Linked DNA regions of Mus musculus: regions 2, 3, 4 and 5 are each linked to region 1. Evidence: chromatin contacts called from public Hi-C data. All regions are on one chromosome and are shown on one strand. Each heading gives the region's core, a stretch centred on a gene start, on an enhancer-like site or on the middle of the called end of the contact. The rest is flanking DNA. Distances are from core to core; before and after follow the strand shown. Region 1 holds the start of Zfp607b (zinc finger protein 607B). Region 2 holds the start of Zfp574 (zinc finger protein 574). Region 3 holds the start of Polr2i (polymerase (RNA) II (DNA directed) polypeptide I). Region 4 holds the start of Zfp260 (zinc finger protein 260). Region 5 holds the start of Exosc5 (exosome component 5).

What was found. Hi-C and Micro-C count contacts between places; a contact is called where the count stands out from the background.
Region 2: a Hi-C map of B cells shows a contact between it and region 1, with 6 read pairs. The contact joins the promoter of Zfp574 here to the promoter of Zfp607b in region 1. A contact is called at or near these places in 1 of 39 promoter capture datasets (liver) and 2 of 484 Hi-C or Micro-C datasets (B cells and uterus).
Region 3: a Hi-C map of B cells shows a contact between it and region 1, with 5 read pairs. The contact joins the promoter of Polr2i here to the promoter of Zfp607b in region 1. A contact is called at or near these places in 3 of 39 promoter capture datasets (hippocampal neurons and liver), 1 of 484 Hi-C or Micro-C datasets (B cells) and 2 of 115 datasets of contacts at active chromatin or transcription factors (astrocytes and large pre-B cells).
Region 4: a Hi-C map of B cells shows a contact between it and region 1, with 6 read pairs. The contact joins the promoter of Zfp260 here to the promoter of Zfp607b in region 1. A contact is called at or near these places in 2 of 39 promoter capture datasets (both in liver), 1 of 484 Hi-C or Micro-C datasets (B cells), 1 of 115 datasets of contacts at active chromatin or transcription factors (astrocytes) and 1 of 9 other capture datasets (adipose tissue).
Region 5: a contact with region 1 is called in a Hi-C map of B cells, with 6 read pairs. The contact joins the promoter of Exosc5 here to the promoter of Zfp607b in region 1. A contact is called at or near these places in 2 of 39 promoter capture datasets (cranial neural crest and second pharyngeal arch cranial neural crest) and 1 of 484 Hi-C or Micro-C datasets (B cells).

Annotation. Positions count from the first base shown.
Region 1 is chr7:27,688,020-27,690,702 of GRCm38.p6, reverse strand. It overlaps Zfp607b (zinc finger protein 607B), which reads right to left and starts at 1,363. Exons shown (of 6, transcript NM_001112731.1): 1 at 1,217-1,363.
Region 2 is chr7:25,075,448-25,078,130 of GRCm38.p6, reverse strand. Zfp574 (zinc finger protein 574) reads right to left here and starts at 1,324. Exons shown (of 2, transcript NM_175477.5): 1 at 649-1,324. It also overlaps a transcript of Grik5 not described here.
Region 3 is chr7:30,230,738-30,233,420 of GRCm38.p6, reverse strand. It overlaps Polr2i (polymerase (RNA) II (DNA directed) polypeptide I), which reads right to left and starts at 1,347. Exons shown (of 6, transcript NM_027259.1): 1 at 1,017-1,347; 2 at 885-939; 3 at 598-671; 4 at 440-514; 5 at 303-354; 6 at 34-136. The coding sequence starts at 1,075. The coding sequence ends at 74. Tbcb (tubulin folding cofactor B) reads left to right here and starts at 1,224. Exons shown (of 6, transcript NM_025548.4): 1 at 1,224-1,841; 2 at 2,152-2,295. The coding sequence starts at 1,728. Ovol3 (ovo like zinc finger 3) reads left to right here. Exons shown (of 4, transcript NM_001289817.1): 4 at 1-124.
Region 4 is chr7:30,093,701-30,096,383 of GRCm38.p6, reverse strand. It overlaps Zfp260 (zinc finger protein 260), which reads right to left and starts at 1,308. Exons shown (of 3, transcript NM_011981.4): 1 at 1,173-1,308.
Region 5 is chr7:25,657,769-25,660,451 of GRCm38.p6, reverse strand. Exosc5 (exosome component 5) reads right to left here and starts at 1,299. Exons shown (of 6, transcript NM_138586.3): 1 at 1,069-1,299. The coding sequence starts at 1,216. It overlaps Bckdha (branched chain ketoacid dehydrogenase E1, alpha polypeptide), which reads left to right and starts at 1,691. Exons shown (of 9, transcript NM_007533.5): 1 at 1,691-1,819. The coding sequence starts at 1,712.

The DNA of each region.
Region 1 (2,683 bases), core at 114-2,613:
CCTGTGGTCATGGACACATAACCCAACATACATAACTTTGAAGACAAATACTTCATCTTTAAACAAAAGACAGACCCCCATGGTCTCAGTCATGTAGAATCTGAAGCTGTTTTCTCCTAGGAACAGTAAGATGCCGGTTACTGGGGTTTGAGTGGCGGAGGCTGGATGTGCAGCATCGGGGTCGAGAGTGGGAGGTAGATCTATACCATAAGCGAGAGAGTTGGGAGATGTGTCATGAAACATGGTGACTGGGATTAATAGTTTGTAAAGTCTTAGAGAGTAGATGGCAAGTGTACTCGTGACAAAAATATAAGTTAGATGAAGTCCTTCAGTGCTATCACTTTCCCACTCCCGAAATCCTCACAAGCGAACAGACCATCTATCGACTGCATTCTTTTCCTGTCTTGTGATGCCATGGAAATAGAAATCAGATGTAGAACAGCAGCGTTTGAAAGCCCTAATGCTAACCTCTGTAGGTCCCTATGGAAAACAGCTTGGGAAAAAGATGGGATTGTCGACAGAAGACATCAAGGGTCACTGAAATGATAATGTGAATACTAGCTGGAACGGGAGGGGACACTAAGGACAATAGTGCAGTTGTAAATTTGCATGCTCCTGCTTCATTTCCTAACAATTCTATATTCTAAAACTAAAACCTCAGTTCTCAAACCGAAAAGAGCACTCACTCTTGAATCTTAGATGGGTAGCGATAATATTTTCATTATTCTCCAGCCTCCCTCTTGAATAATGGCCTAAGCAGGGAACCCGAGTATACATGAGATCGCAGACTACATTTGAGAGCATCCTCAGTGAGAACTTTCCTTCTCTTCCCTCGATATTCAGATTCGGCAGAGCTCTGAGACAGTCACGGAGCTCAACAAGTACCCTCCCTCCTAGACGACACCCCCGTCCTTAAATTATAGCCCTAAGCTCAAGTCTGAGCCTCGGGGAAAGCTTCCCTTCAGACCCCGCACCTGACCTCCCCTTACTGAAGCTTGGTCCTCTGCTTTAGTCCCTGTGTCCCTGAGAGAAAGCAGGAGCAGACAGCGACAAGCAAAGAGACACAGATTATGCAGAGAGCTCAAGGTGTGTATACAGTTAGACACTGACAGACACACACGCACATACACACACGTACACACACCACAGTTCCTACACGCCCACACATCAACACCCATTCGCCACACCCACACCCGCCTGCGGTCTCCCGCCTTACTCTGTGGAGGCCAACCAGTGACTTCTGATTCCCACCTGACCATCCGGGGTAGCTCCGCCTGCACACCAGAAGTTATCTACTTCCGACCCTATGCTGCCTGGGAAATGTAGTCCCCTTGTCCCAAACTACAAGAAATATAATGCTTCATAGTTCTGGGATATCCCAGCATGCAACCTGGGCCAGCCCATCTGGCAGCTGCGCCCTGTGCTTTGTGGGAGTTCCCAGGGATGGTGCCCTTCTCTCTCTCTCTCTCTCTCTCTCTCTCTCTCTCTCTCTCTCTCTCTCTCTCTCTCTCTCTCTCTCTCTCTCTCTCTCTCTCTCTGTGTGTGTGTGTACTTCCGGGTTCTGTGAGTAACTGGGTTTCACCCCTGTGGAGAAGACAGGTGAGCCTAAGTTTTAAACGCAGGCTAGGAAGTAAAATTGGATCGAGATGTAATTGAATACGCTTTGCCTGAGACCCACTGCAGGGTTCCACCTCGCTGTGCTCTGGTGGGACTTTGTCAGTGTTCTGGGTTTTTCTGAACGATCAAAGAAAGAGGGACACTGCAGAATGAATTTAGGCTTCCCAGAAGCAGAGGGATCCATTCTGGTGAGCTGAACTAAACGGCTAACAGCTTCGCAGGAGGGCTTTTGTGATTGTTACACAAAGGACCTTTTAGCAAGTCAATTCCCGCATACCCAAATCTCATATCAGATCTCAACGAACCATAAGGTAAGTAAACAGAATCATAAAAATTCCAAGTTAAAAAAAAAAGAAGAAGAATTCCAGGTTTGCCGGGAAGACAGCTTATGGGAGTCTGAACTTTTCTTCACAGCAACCAGAAGCCACAGTATACACCAGCTTCAAACACCTTGTTCCCAGCCCCCATTTGCCTAAGATGGCATATCAAATCTTCAGTATGCGCCTGTCCTGCTGAGGAAGTTGTTGAACATGTCCCGTTACACAGCGGCATTGTGGCTGTCCCTTAGTCTGCTCAGGACACCCGATGAAGAACCCTCTTTAGCGCTCAGATTTCACATCCTCGGTTGGACCAATAGGCCATCTACAGAGCCAGATCTATGGGGAAACCGTGCATCTGAAACCCACTATACAGACAGTGCTGTGGCCACAAAGGCACCGGCTGCTGCAGTCGGGAGCTCACGGAAGTCTCCATCCCACTAAGCCCACGGGAGCACCTGAGTTTGAGATGAACTGTGGTCAGAATGGTTTTGTGCCCCGTGGAAAGGTTATCCTTGGGGTTTTCAAATGGTCATTTCTCTGCCCTCACCTCTTGTTTCTATCTGAAAATGACATTGTAATACTTAGATTTTTTAAAAAAAACTCTCGTGTTTCAAGTTCTATAAACAAAATCTTACCATTTGTTCTCTGCCCTGACAATAAATGCAGATTGCCCAAAGGCTGGGCAGAGAGAAAACAGGGCAGCACGTCTCCCAGCCAGGGGGAGGAATGAGAGAGGGAGTTTCAGA
Region 2 (2,683 bases), core at 75-2,574, 2.6 Mb after region 1:
CAATATGGTACATCCCCAAAATTCCTAGACTGCTCTCTGTAGCACACATCTCTGTCTCTCCAACTACACCCAAGATTGCTCGAATATTCCCTTTGGCCTACTTACCTGTATCTAAAACAAAACAATCCCTCCCCTCTAGCTCAACCTATTGAAACCCGTAAGAATAAATAAAGACCTCTGTCAATACTTTCCAAGCCCCACTTTCATGCGTTTATCGGTCTTCCTTGTCAGCATTACTCCGTTTTCCACACCTGATCCCTCCCTTCGCTCTAAAGATACCTCAAAAACCTCTTCTCTGCCTCAGCTCTTTCCAGGCAGAAATCGATTTTCCTCCCTGCGTTAATTACCTCCTTTCTCGGGCCAGCTCCCCACCCCGGCATCCATGAGTCCTCTAACCGTCCCCTTTCGATTCTGATCCCCATCCCAGCGCACCCACCCGTGGCCCCGATACCCCATGCAACCAGAGAGCCCTCCGGCGAGGCAGCTCTGGGACCTCCCCTTCCCGCCAAGGTCGGCCCCCGGCCTGCAGCCCGAGCCCTGCCCCTCCTCACTCAGCCCCGCACTCAACTCCAGTCCCCCATCCCACCCGCCGTCCCGGCACAGCCCCCGCCCGGCCCGCGCGCCCAACGGCCGCTCCGCTCTCCGCACCCGGGACGCGATCCTTCAGGCCTTCATCGTGCAGGCCGAATGACGCAGGCAAGCCGCCGGGTGGGGCCGGACCTCTGCGCTCCGGCGGGGACTCACCCGCCTCGGCCGTCTCGCCGGCCCCAGGCCGGGCTACGGGCTTCAGGTCCCTTTGCACCGCCACTCTAGCGCCGCGTCCTCTCTAGCGCCCGTCGTCTCGCCTGCTCCGCAGCCTCGCTCTCACCCCAGGCCGCCCTCAACAACGCTCCTCCCACCTTCCGCCTGGGCCGCTGCGAAGAACTGCACAATTCGCCCAATCATCGGCTGTCTGCCCCTGTCATTAGACCAATCGATGCTCAGGTTTCCTGAAGCCTCGACCAATAGAGCGGAGGGGTGGGATCGCGCAGCGCCCAGCCAATCCTTTAGCAATGTTCCCTCGCTGGTCGGCCTCCAGGTGGATACTACCCGCCTCTTTAATCCTCCCTGGAGGTTCTTCCTCTTCCACCTCTTCTCGGATTCCGCCTTTGATAGCTCGAAAGGGGAGCGCTGAGCGGAGAGGGCGCGATGACGTCGGGAGGCGGGACGAAGCTGGAGGCGCCATCTTGGGGGCGCCTGACAAGCTAGGCGTAGGGGATTCGGGCAGTGTAGGCTGTAGAGACACGCAAAGCCCTGGAGGCCGGCGGGTTACAGTCAAGGATCCCTGAGGGCCAGTGGCAAAAAAAAAAAAAAAAAAAAAAAGAGACACCACTCGGCGTGAATGGGAGAGGAAACCAAGCAGCAGCAGTCACACAGGGCAAAAGGAACAAAACAAGGCTTAAGACTTTTTTTTCCTATTAAGAGGATGAACGGGGAAATCGAGGAAGAGTAGAATGGAAACAAGATGTCAGGAGAGGGAGTTTAGAGGAAGAGGTACGTGACAGGAAGTGAGAAATGGAAGGAGAAAGGAAAAGCCCCGTTAGTAAGGTCCCTTGGAAGAAGCTGAGGGTGTGGGGTGGAAGACCTGAAGAAGGAAGTTTATGGGATTTGTAGTGGATCGAGTCAGTTGTTCTTGTTTTTGTTTGAGGCATGGTCTGGCTTTGTGAACAGGCTGGCCTCACAGAGATCCGCCTGACTCGGCCTCTCCTGTTTTGAGCATTAAAGGTATCTTTCCAGGTGACTGCCCTTCCACACAGTTACAGTTAAGGACCCCTAGGCATGGGAAGAATTTCCTGGGAAAACATGAAGTTCCAGGCCAGCCAGGGAGATGGTTCAGCGCGTAAAGCCACATGCTAAGCCTGATCTGGAGTTTTGATTCTGGGATCCACAGGGTGAAAGGAGAGAACTGACTCTTGTAAGTTGTTCTCTGACTTCTGCATATACCAGAGTGTGCATACATGAACATACACACACACACCTGAATGTAATATGGTAGCGAGTGACTGAAGAGATCCAGTATCCATATTTGGACTCCACACAAGTACACCACAGTTTTCAGGAAGCTCCCTCTTGAAGCCAAGGTTAAGGGAGTTATCAGAGGTGCATCTGGTTGGTCAAACTGTCCCCCGTTTCCCCAACTGAAGCTCAGAAAAACTAGGAGGGGTTTGAACACAGAACCACAGGTAGGTCTGAGTCTCCAGTTGTCACCATGTGTGTGCCCTCCTTTGGATGTCTAGCTGGATGTCTTCTTACTGGACTCCCTAGCAAGTATACCTACATGTTCTAACTAGGCTGCTTATCCTGGCCCTGGTACTTCTTAGCTGTGACTTTGGGCAAAACAACTCCACTCTGTCTCAGGTTTAGTTTTTTTTGTTGTTGTTGTTGTTGTTTTGGTTTTTTTTAGTTCTTCGAGACAGGGTTTCTCTGTATAGCTCTGGCTGTCCTGGAATTCACTTTGTAAAACAGGCTGGCCTTGAACTCAGAAATCCACCTGCCTCTGCCTCCCGAGTGCTGGGATTAAAGGTGTGCGCCACCATACCCGGCTTTTGTTTTTGTTTTTATCTCTGAAAAGGGATGCTAGTCTTTGTCCCGGGTTTTCGAGACACTAAGTAAATACTGCTATATAGAAATTAATTTTTGTTGG
Region 3 (2,683 bases), core at 98-2,597, 2.5 Mb before region 1:
ACCCACGAGAGAAATAAACACGGGAAACACTAGTGTAGAAACTGGCATTTATTACAGGTGGAAGAAGGAACGATCACTCAGTCCAGCGGTGGCCGCAGTGTGGGGCAGTGCAAACATAGTACAGGCGCATGGCGTCCTAGCAATAAGAACGTTCAGTCAGGGTCTGGACCCAGAGGATAGTGTGAGGACCAAAAGAAACGATCAAAGAAACTTTCCCAATCTTGATTTGAGTAAACAGGATCAACCCAAAACTGGCGTGTCCCCCCCACCCCTACCCCCCCAAGCACCCAGCCGCCACTCACCTCAGCTCGGGCACTGTGTGACTGAAAGAACACTGCCTCCTTGTGGCCACACCTGAGGGAATGGTTCAGTTACTAAACCGCGAAAGACCTCTCTGTGCACAGCCACTCCTCTTTCCCTATGCCAGCTGCGTACTCACTTCTGGCACGGGTGGTCCTCCGTCCGGGGCAACGTGGGGTCCTGGGACACGTCTGCGATGATCTGGGTCAGCTCGCTGCAGGCATAGGGAAGTAATTAGCGGTCAGGCCGGGTGTCCTAAGAGGTGACCCGTGCCCCAAGCGAGGTCCCGCCACTCACTCCACTTCGTGCGTGATTTTGTTGACGTAGATGCAGCTGTTGTCGGCTTCCTGCTGGTAATCGCAATTCCGGCACTGCAGACGGGAGAGCATGTGGGAGGAGTGTCACAAACAGATCAGATCTCCAACAAGACTGGACAGGAAGGCAGGGTGTTCCCAAGGAGGGCATGGACAACATGGGAGAGAGGGTGTGCTGAGGGGTAGTCAAGAGGCGAAAGCGTGGGGGAGCCAGCAGGGAGCGCGCAGGGAAGGCGTGAACCCGCGGGCGAGAGGGTTGCCGGTACTCACCGCGTACAGCAGAATGCGATTTTCCTTGTCCTCCTTGGGGTACAGCATGTTATTACTGTGGGGAGGGGAGGTCAGAGGTCAGCCCTGGAGCCAGTCCTCACTGCCTTCCCACACCTACTGCCCGGGCCTCACCATTCCTGGCAGAACCGAATACCCACGAAGCCAGGCTCGTACGTCCCGTCGGGTTCCATAGCGACTGGGCTGCTGAGCCTTCTGCGCTTGCGCGGGCGCGCTACGGAACGCGGGAAGGGTCGCACACCGAAGCTGCACCAAACTAGGGCGATGCTGCGCGCATGCGCGGGTTCCTTATTTTTTTATTTTTTTTATTTTTTTTTTTATGGATGTCTGGCTGACGGCTTGCGTCGATCCTTTGATACCCTCTGCTACTCACTCCCGATTTCGGAACCTGCTTCCCAACTCCGAGTGGAATGGATCTAGGACAAGGGCTGGGACTATGATGCGCGATGTCATCCGCAAGGCGCTGAGCGTGAACGAGAGAATCCGCTGCTCTCTTCTTGGCCCAAGGCCAGTGCACATGCGCCGAACTTACACTCGGCGGACCGGGACAACTCCAGCCATTCTTCCCGGCTTCGGCCTCCTCCCGCCCTCCTCTCCTGCTTCCCGTGCACGGAAGGCCTCTCGGGATTGGTTGGACGTACCCGAGAATCCGCCTGTCCGTGGAGAAAGAACAGCAGCGATTGGCTGGCCATGTTAGGTGGAGAACTTGCATTGGTCAGCTCCAGAACAAGGGGCGGGACCTATATCCCAGAAGCAGCGGCGGCCACTGCGGAGCCGGTGTGAGACGGCTGAACCGCACCGCGGGCCACTCCGGGGCGCAGCGAGATGGAGGTGACGGGGATATCGGCGCCCACCGTGATGGTTTTCATCAGCAGCTCCCTCAACAGCTTCCGTTCGGAGAAGCGATACAGTCGTAGCCTCACCATCGCAGAGTTCAAGGTGTGGCCGTGGGGGCGGGGTCCGGAGGGGCGGGGCAAAGAAAAGGGAGTAGGGGGCTGAAAACTAGTGGGCGAACCTGGAGGGAAGGTTGCAGAGACTGACAGCCAGCCTCCCAGGCCTGGGAGCCCCGGAGAACAGAGTCCACCGAGTAGGGGCAGGACCCGGGAAAAATCAGACACTCCAGAGAGCCGAGGGGGCGGGTCCAGAAGGAACTGGTCCAAGGTGGGTCTTTTTGGAACTTGTTTGTTGATCAAAGTCTGAAGATGAGGCCTCTGACAGCCTTTCTCCTCATCTTGCCTCTTTACTGCAGTGTAAACTGGAGCTGGTGGTGGGCAGCCCTGCTTCCTGCATGGAACTGGAGCTATATGGAGCAGACGACAAGTTCTACAGCAAGTTGGATCAGGAGGATGCACTGCTGGGCTCCTATCCTGTGGATGACGGCTGTCGCATCCATGTGAGGACACCCTTTCCCGGGACCCGCCCCACATTCATTCACTAATTTATTTCTTCAACAAATACCATGTTTTGCCCAGTGTGATAACCAGTATAGGCTCTAGCCACATGGAAGCCCCAGTTCAGCCTGGTCAGAAGCAGACATTCAGTAGACAGTGACAAACCAGAGTTGTCTGAACTGGCTTAGGGGGAGGGAGCTCACGGGAAATTCATCAGAGGTACCAGGCTTTACCTGGGGATATCTGAAGAGGCTTCCTTGAGGAATGGGTATTTGAGCTGATATCTAGAGAATGTTCCATGGAGAGGACAAAAGTATAACACTGTAAAGAACTGAGGTGAGCCATCAAGTTCTGGCCCGATTGAGAGCAGCAAGAACACAGAAGGCCTCT
Region 4 (2,683 bases), core at 59-2,558, 2.4 Mb before region 1:
GAAGGAAGGAAGGAAGGAAGGAAGGAAGGAAGGAGGGAGAAATGAAAGCAAAACGATGATGAGCCAGCTATAACAGCGCATGCCTTTAGTCCCAGCACTTGGGAAGCCTATCTCGAGAGTTCCAGGACAAGCAGGACTATGAACGCAGACCATTTTTTGTTGTTTGTCATGTTTTAAAGACTGACCAAAAACTACTCAGAAGAAAATCTGTATGTTAACAAAAGCTACTTGGTATGGATAAATCTGGACAAATTAGGAGTCTTAATTTGGAGCTGAAGGGATTGCTCAGTGGATAAGAACACTGGCTGTTCTTCCAAAGGACTCTAGTTCAACTCCCTGTACCCACATGCCAGCTCACAACTGTCTATAATTCCAGTTCCAGGGGATCCAATGTCTTCTTTTGGCCTCTGCAGGTTCCACGTACACATATATTCAGGCAACACACACACACACACACACACACACACACGAGCCCTGTCCTTTGACAAATCAGAGTGCTAAATTAAATAGCTTTCTTGACCTCTCTGTGCTAAAGGGGGGACAATTAATTACCTTACTGATTCAATCCCATCTGCAGCAGTGAAAAGTACATTCTAAGGGCTAGTCCGTAAATTTGGGACTACTCAAAACTAGCTCATCTGGTTTTTCCAAGTAGCAAGTTAATGCCTACAGATGTGTAGGCATCCAATAACGAGTTATTGGAAATCTTTGTTACAAAGAATATTTTTCAAAGGAACGTTGGTTTCATTTTTTTACTGTAGACTTGTTTTGATTTTTAAAAACCAGGTTTAAAACTACTCACTCAATTATCTTTTTCCCTTTCCTGTTTTCCAGAAGAAAAAAAAACACCTCGTTTTTATTTTTAAAATAAATGCGACATGTATTAGAAAACCACCCCTGTATTTTTACAAACTTGAAACCAGTTTCTCGCTCACTCGAAACAAACCAAAACACACCCTTACACGTATGCTCACCCCGCCCGCAAACCCACCCCGGTTTCTGATCTCCCCAGCCCCCATCCACCCAAGTTCTCAGCTCCACCATCACAGTAGGCGTTTTCGCCCCTTCAGGCATCCTCGCCCGGGCAGGTGGGTAAACCCTCCCCCACAGCTCCTTTGCCTTTACTCAGTCTGGGAAAATCCCGGTCCTACAGACCCCGAAATCAAACTCACCCAGACAAAGGCGACGATGGCGAGCCACGAAGCCTGCGCCTGCGCACTCCTTCAGTGAGCTAGCACTCCCAGAGGTCTCTGCCCACCAGGGCTCTGAACTAGAGGATCTTTTTCCATTCTAGTCTCTCTCTTTCGCTCTCTTTTTAACTGTGAACTACATTTCCCAGAAGTCTCAGGGGTTCTAGTTAATTTCCCCTCCACTCTCCCGAGAACTTTTCCCAGTGGATAAGTAGTAAAAGGTTGGAACTCAGATACTACCACTTTTACACTGTGTTACCGCAAAGGACAATGGTGTGCCAAGGTGTGTAATGAGTGCAGCTTAAACTCACAGAATAGGCTTTTCCTTGCCTCCAGGGCGAGATTCCCAGTAAGGCGCAATCCTCTGGGTTTTACGGGAGAGGACGCCATCTTGGCCACCGTGGCGCACTGCTGAACTACATTTCCCAGAAGGCATCTCAGGCTGATAGTTGGCAGCTCTGCAGAGAGTTGTATCAGACTCTGGTGTTAAGGAAGCGATTGCTACAGTATCACAAACTGAAGCCAGGCTGGAATTGAGACTGATAATTGGGTTCAGACTAAACAATCAGGAAAATGAACTATTGTGAAATTGTAATTTTTGTAGCCGTATGTCCTAGGGTTGTGACAGTGTGTAACAATGTGGAAAGCAGTATGCAGGTGAGTTGTGGGGTCCTGTGGGAGGTTTGTTAATGCGTTACCTGAGTGTTAGGTCCCAAAACTGGGGCAAATGGCTGAGATGCCTGTTAACATATCAAAGCAGCTGATGGCCTGGTGAAGGTGTTACAGCTCTAAAGGGAAAGCTATCCTACAGTTGGGAGCCAAGGAATACCACAAAGTCACACCCTACAGCAAACCTCGGGAGAGATGTATTAGGAAAGCCTCAAGAAGTTGGGTGCCTTTGCTTGGGAGAGAATCAACAAAGAACAGAACAGGAGGCAGGCATTATATAGGGTTTGGGGGGAAAGGAGGCGGGGCTTCCAGGGCGGCCTGGGATTCTTCCCCCCGCCCCCGCCCTTTTTTCCTCTATAGAGTGGATCTTGTCTGTATCTCAAGGGGCTGGAAACAGCCTTCTCAGTGGTAGAACAGTCTAGAAGGCTGGCCCTGAATACTCTTGCACATCAAGGGACTGGGCCAGGCCATTAGATTAGTATAGAGGTGGGGCCTGGCTACCTGTGCTTGTCCTGGGCTACCCTGCCTCCTACCCTGAAATCTCCCACCAGAGTTGGGCTGTCCCTTCCCCAGCTTCTCTTCCCTATATAATCTAGCCCGTTTGACCTCTTGTCCACCATGCTTGGTTTTCTGCTCTCCTGACCTCTAGGCTTCTGCCTCTCTCCTTATCAAACAGCCCAGTGTGAAACCAAAAAGGTGCCACCGTGAACTGTGAGCTAAATTCTTGATCCTGGAATATATGACTGTCCTTATGGCTTACCAATATGTCTTACCAGATACCTTCCCAGGTACCCTTTTACATGATACATTCCCACACCCACCCC
Region 5 (2,683 bases), core at 50-2,549, 2.0 Mb after region 1:
AGCCTTTAACATCTCAAACAAACTCACCATTGTCAACTCTGTCTCTGCCCTCTCATCTGTCTACTCTGGTAGTTTCTCACCCTCTCATGACCTCTCAAAGTTGGCTGGCCCGACTGGGATATAGGGTTGTGTGGGTCTCAGCCACAAGACTTCTCTTTTCTCCCTATTCATTTAGTCTGATGAAATGTGTATACCAAGGAAAGGCACGTTTTCTTAAATGATGGGACCGGGGAAGGGGAGATGCTTCTCAGCCCAGGATGGGAAGATCACATTTAATTTGAAGAGCACTTACTTAGATGTATCATCTGCCACAGTAATTATATTTAAACCAGTGGTGGTGATGTGTCTGTCTCAAAGGGTATTTATGCAAATAAACACCTTAGCCTCAACCGGTGATGTATGGATCTAGAAGTGTTTTTTAAGAAATCTAGTCAAAGCCAGGCGTGGTGGCGCACGCCTTTAATCCCAGCACTCGGGAGGCAGAAGCAGGCGGATTTCTGAGTTCAAGGCCAGCCTGGTCTACAAAGTGAGTTCAACAACAAAGTGAAAACAACAACAACAACAACAACAACAAAAACCCAAGAAATCTAGTCAAGGGGAGCTGGAGAGATGGCTCAGTGGTTATGAGCACTGACTGCTCTTCCAAAGGTCCTGAGTTGAATTCCCAGCAACCACATGGTGGCTCACAGCCATCTGTAACGGGATCTGATGCCCTCTTCTGGTGTGTCTGAAGACAGCTACAGTGCTCTTATATAAATAAAATAAGTCTTGAAAGAAAGATAAAAGAAAGAAAGAAATCTAGAGAAGGGTAATATCTGCCTTGGTGAAATACCTATTCTGGGATAGTCACTCTTATGAGAGTGGTCTTGCTCTCGATCTCCTCTGAGAGGGATTTACCAGGCTGGCCAACTCATTTCTTCTCGAGACGGGAGGTGGGTATACTCAACATCTAGAAATAAGTTCAAGGAGGCGGGCGTACTTGGTTACATACTACACAGTAACCGCTCTTCAAAAACCCTTCTTCGGTGAGGATGGCGCGCGCTGAGTTAAACTTGGTGAGGCTCGTACCTTGAAGAAAAGAAGCAGATCCATCCGGCCGGGACAGCAGGTTTTGCTCACAAGCAAAGTGCCGGAGACTGCAGACTGGACTTCGGGGGCTGGACTCTGTTCCGGTGTCAGTGAGTAAATTGGCGTCTGCACGCTTTGCGCCCTCCATAGCCGCTGACCACGCGCGCTGCGGCTCCCACCGTAGCTTCCGCTTAGCGGCGCGCGCAGTTCTACCGGCCGCGTACCTATTGCGCATGCGCCCGTCTAGGGCACGCCCGAGTTGGCCCTAGCACGTGGCTCAGCGTTTACTAACAATCTGGTCCCGCCCACCTCCACCTCCCAATTCTGGCATAGCCATTGGACAACAGGGAACAGGGGGAGGGACTTGGAGAGGGCCCATTTTGCTCAGGGCTCCGGGTCCTGAACCCTGAAGGTTCAAGTTAAGTTGTCCTTTTAGTTGCCTGAATTAGGAGCAACTAGAAGCAGACGACCGGAGCAATTTTAGAGACTAAAAATTGCCACCTTACTCATTTATGCGTCTTTGTCGCAAGGTGGTTAGAAGCAGATAGCGTGTTGGCCTAGCGGTGCTGCTATTTGAATAAGGCATCTGGTGGGACAGCCGTATGTCTATCCTGTGAGAAAGGAGGAGTGGTTATTAGCCAAGATGGCGATAGTGATGTCTGCGGCCAAGATCTGGAGGCCGAGCCGTGGCCTGCGCCAGGCTGCTCTTCTCCTGTTGGGACGATCTGGGGTTCGGGGCTTGGCTAGATCTGTGAGTATCTGAGCCCCACGGGGTCTTTCTTAGGGAGAAATAGAGACGTAAAAGTTATTCTTACATTGTGTGAGACACCGCGGGCTGTGAAGGAAAGAAAGAAAAGGTCCGAGAAACTTCTTGAAGAGAAATTCAAGGGAAGAATCCCTTTAGAGGAAAAGCAAGGCAGCTACTTGTGGGCCTCGATAGAAGGAGACGAGACGGGGGTTGAAAGGACAGATCAGGTTTTCATAGGGTCCTACATTGCTTAAATTCCAACTGTAAAGGGAGTTGAGCAAGAAACTGGTTTGATTCCTATGCCACCTGATCAAAAGGCAAGGCAAGGGACTTTGCCATGACTGTCCTTTACACAAGATGATTATGAAGGGAGACAAAGAGAGCTACAAGTTCAAACAGGACCCTTTGCCCACGTTATTTTTTTGAGACAGGATCTCACCCACGAGTCCGGAATGGCCTTTAGCTCACCCAGATGCTTAGACAGGCATCGAACTGGAGATAGTCCTGTCCCAGCCTCCCAAGTACTGGCATTACAGATGTAAGCTACGGTGCTTGGCTGCCCACTTTTCTTGAAAACACTGGAGAAAACTCGGAATTCCCTTTTGATCCATTGTTGATAAGGGCAGGATAACACTTCCAAAATCTGTTGCGGTCTGGCAATGTACCACCACAGTGTAGAATGCTTGCCTAGCACGCGCCACGTCCAGAGTTTGGCTCCTAGCCCTGTGTGTTTGTTTATCTGGATATGGCGACACATGTCTGTAATTTCAGCGCTTGGGAAGTAGGAGAGGAGGCATTTGAGGCCAGGTTGAGTTACGTGAGACCCTATCTCAAAAAAAAAAAAAAAAGATTTTTAAAAATGGTTTA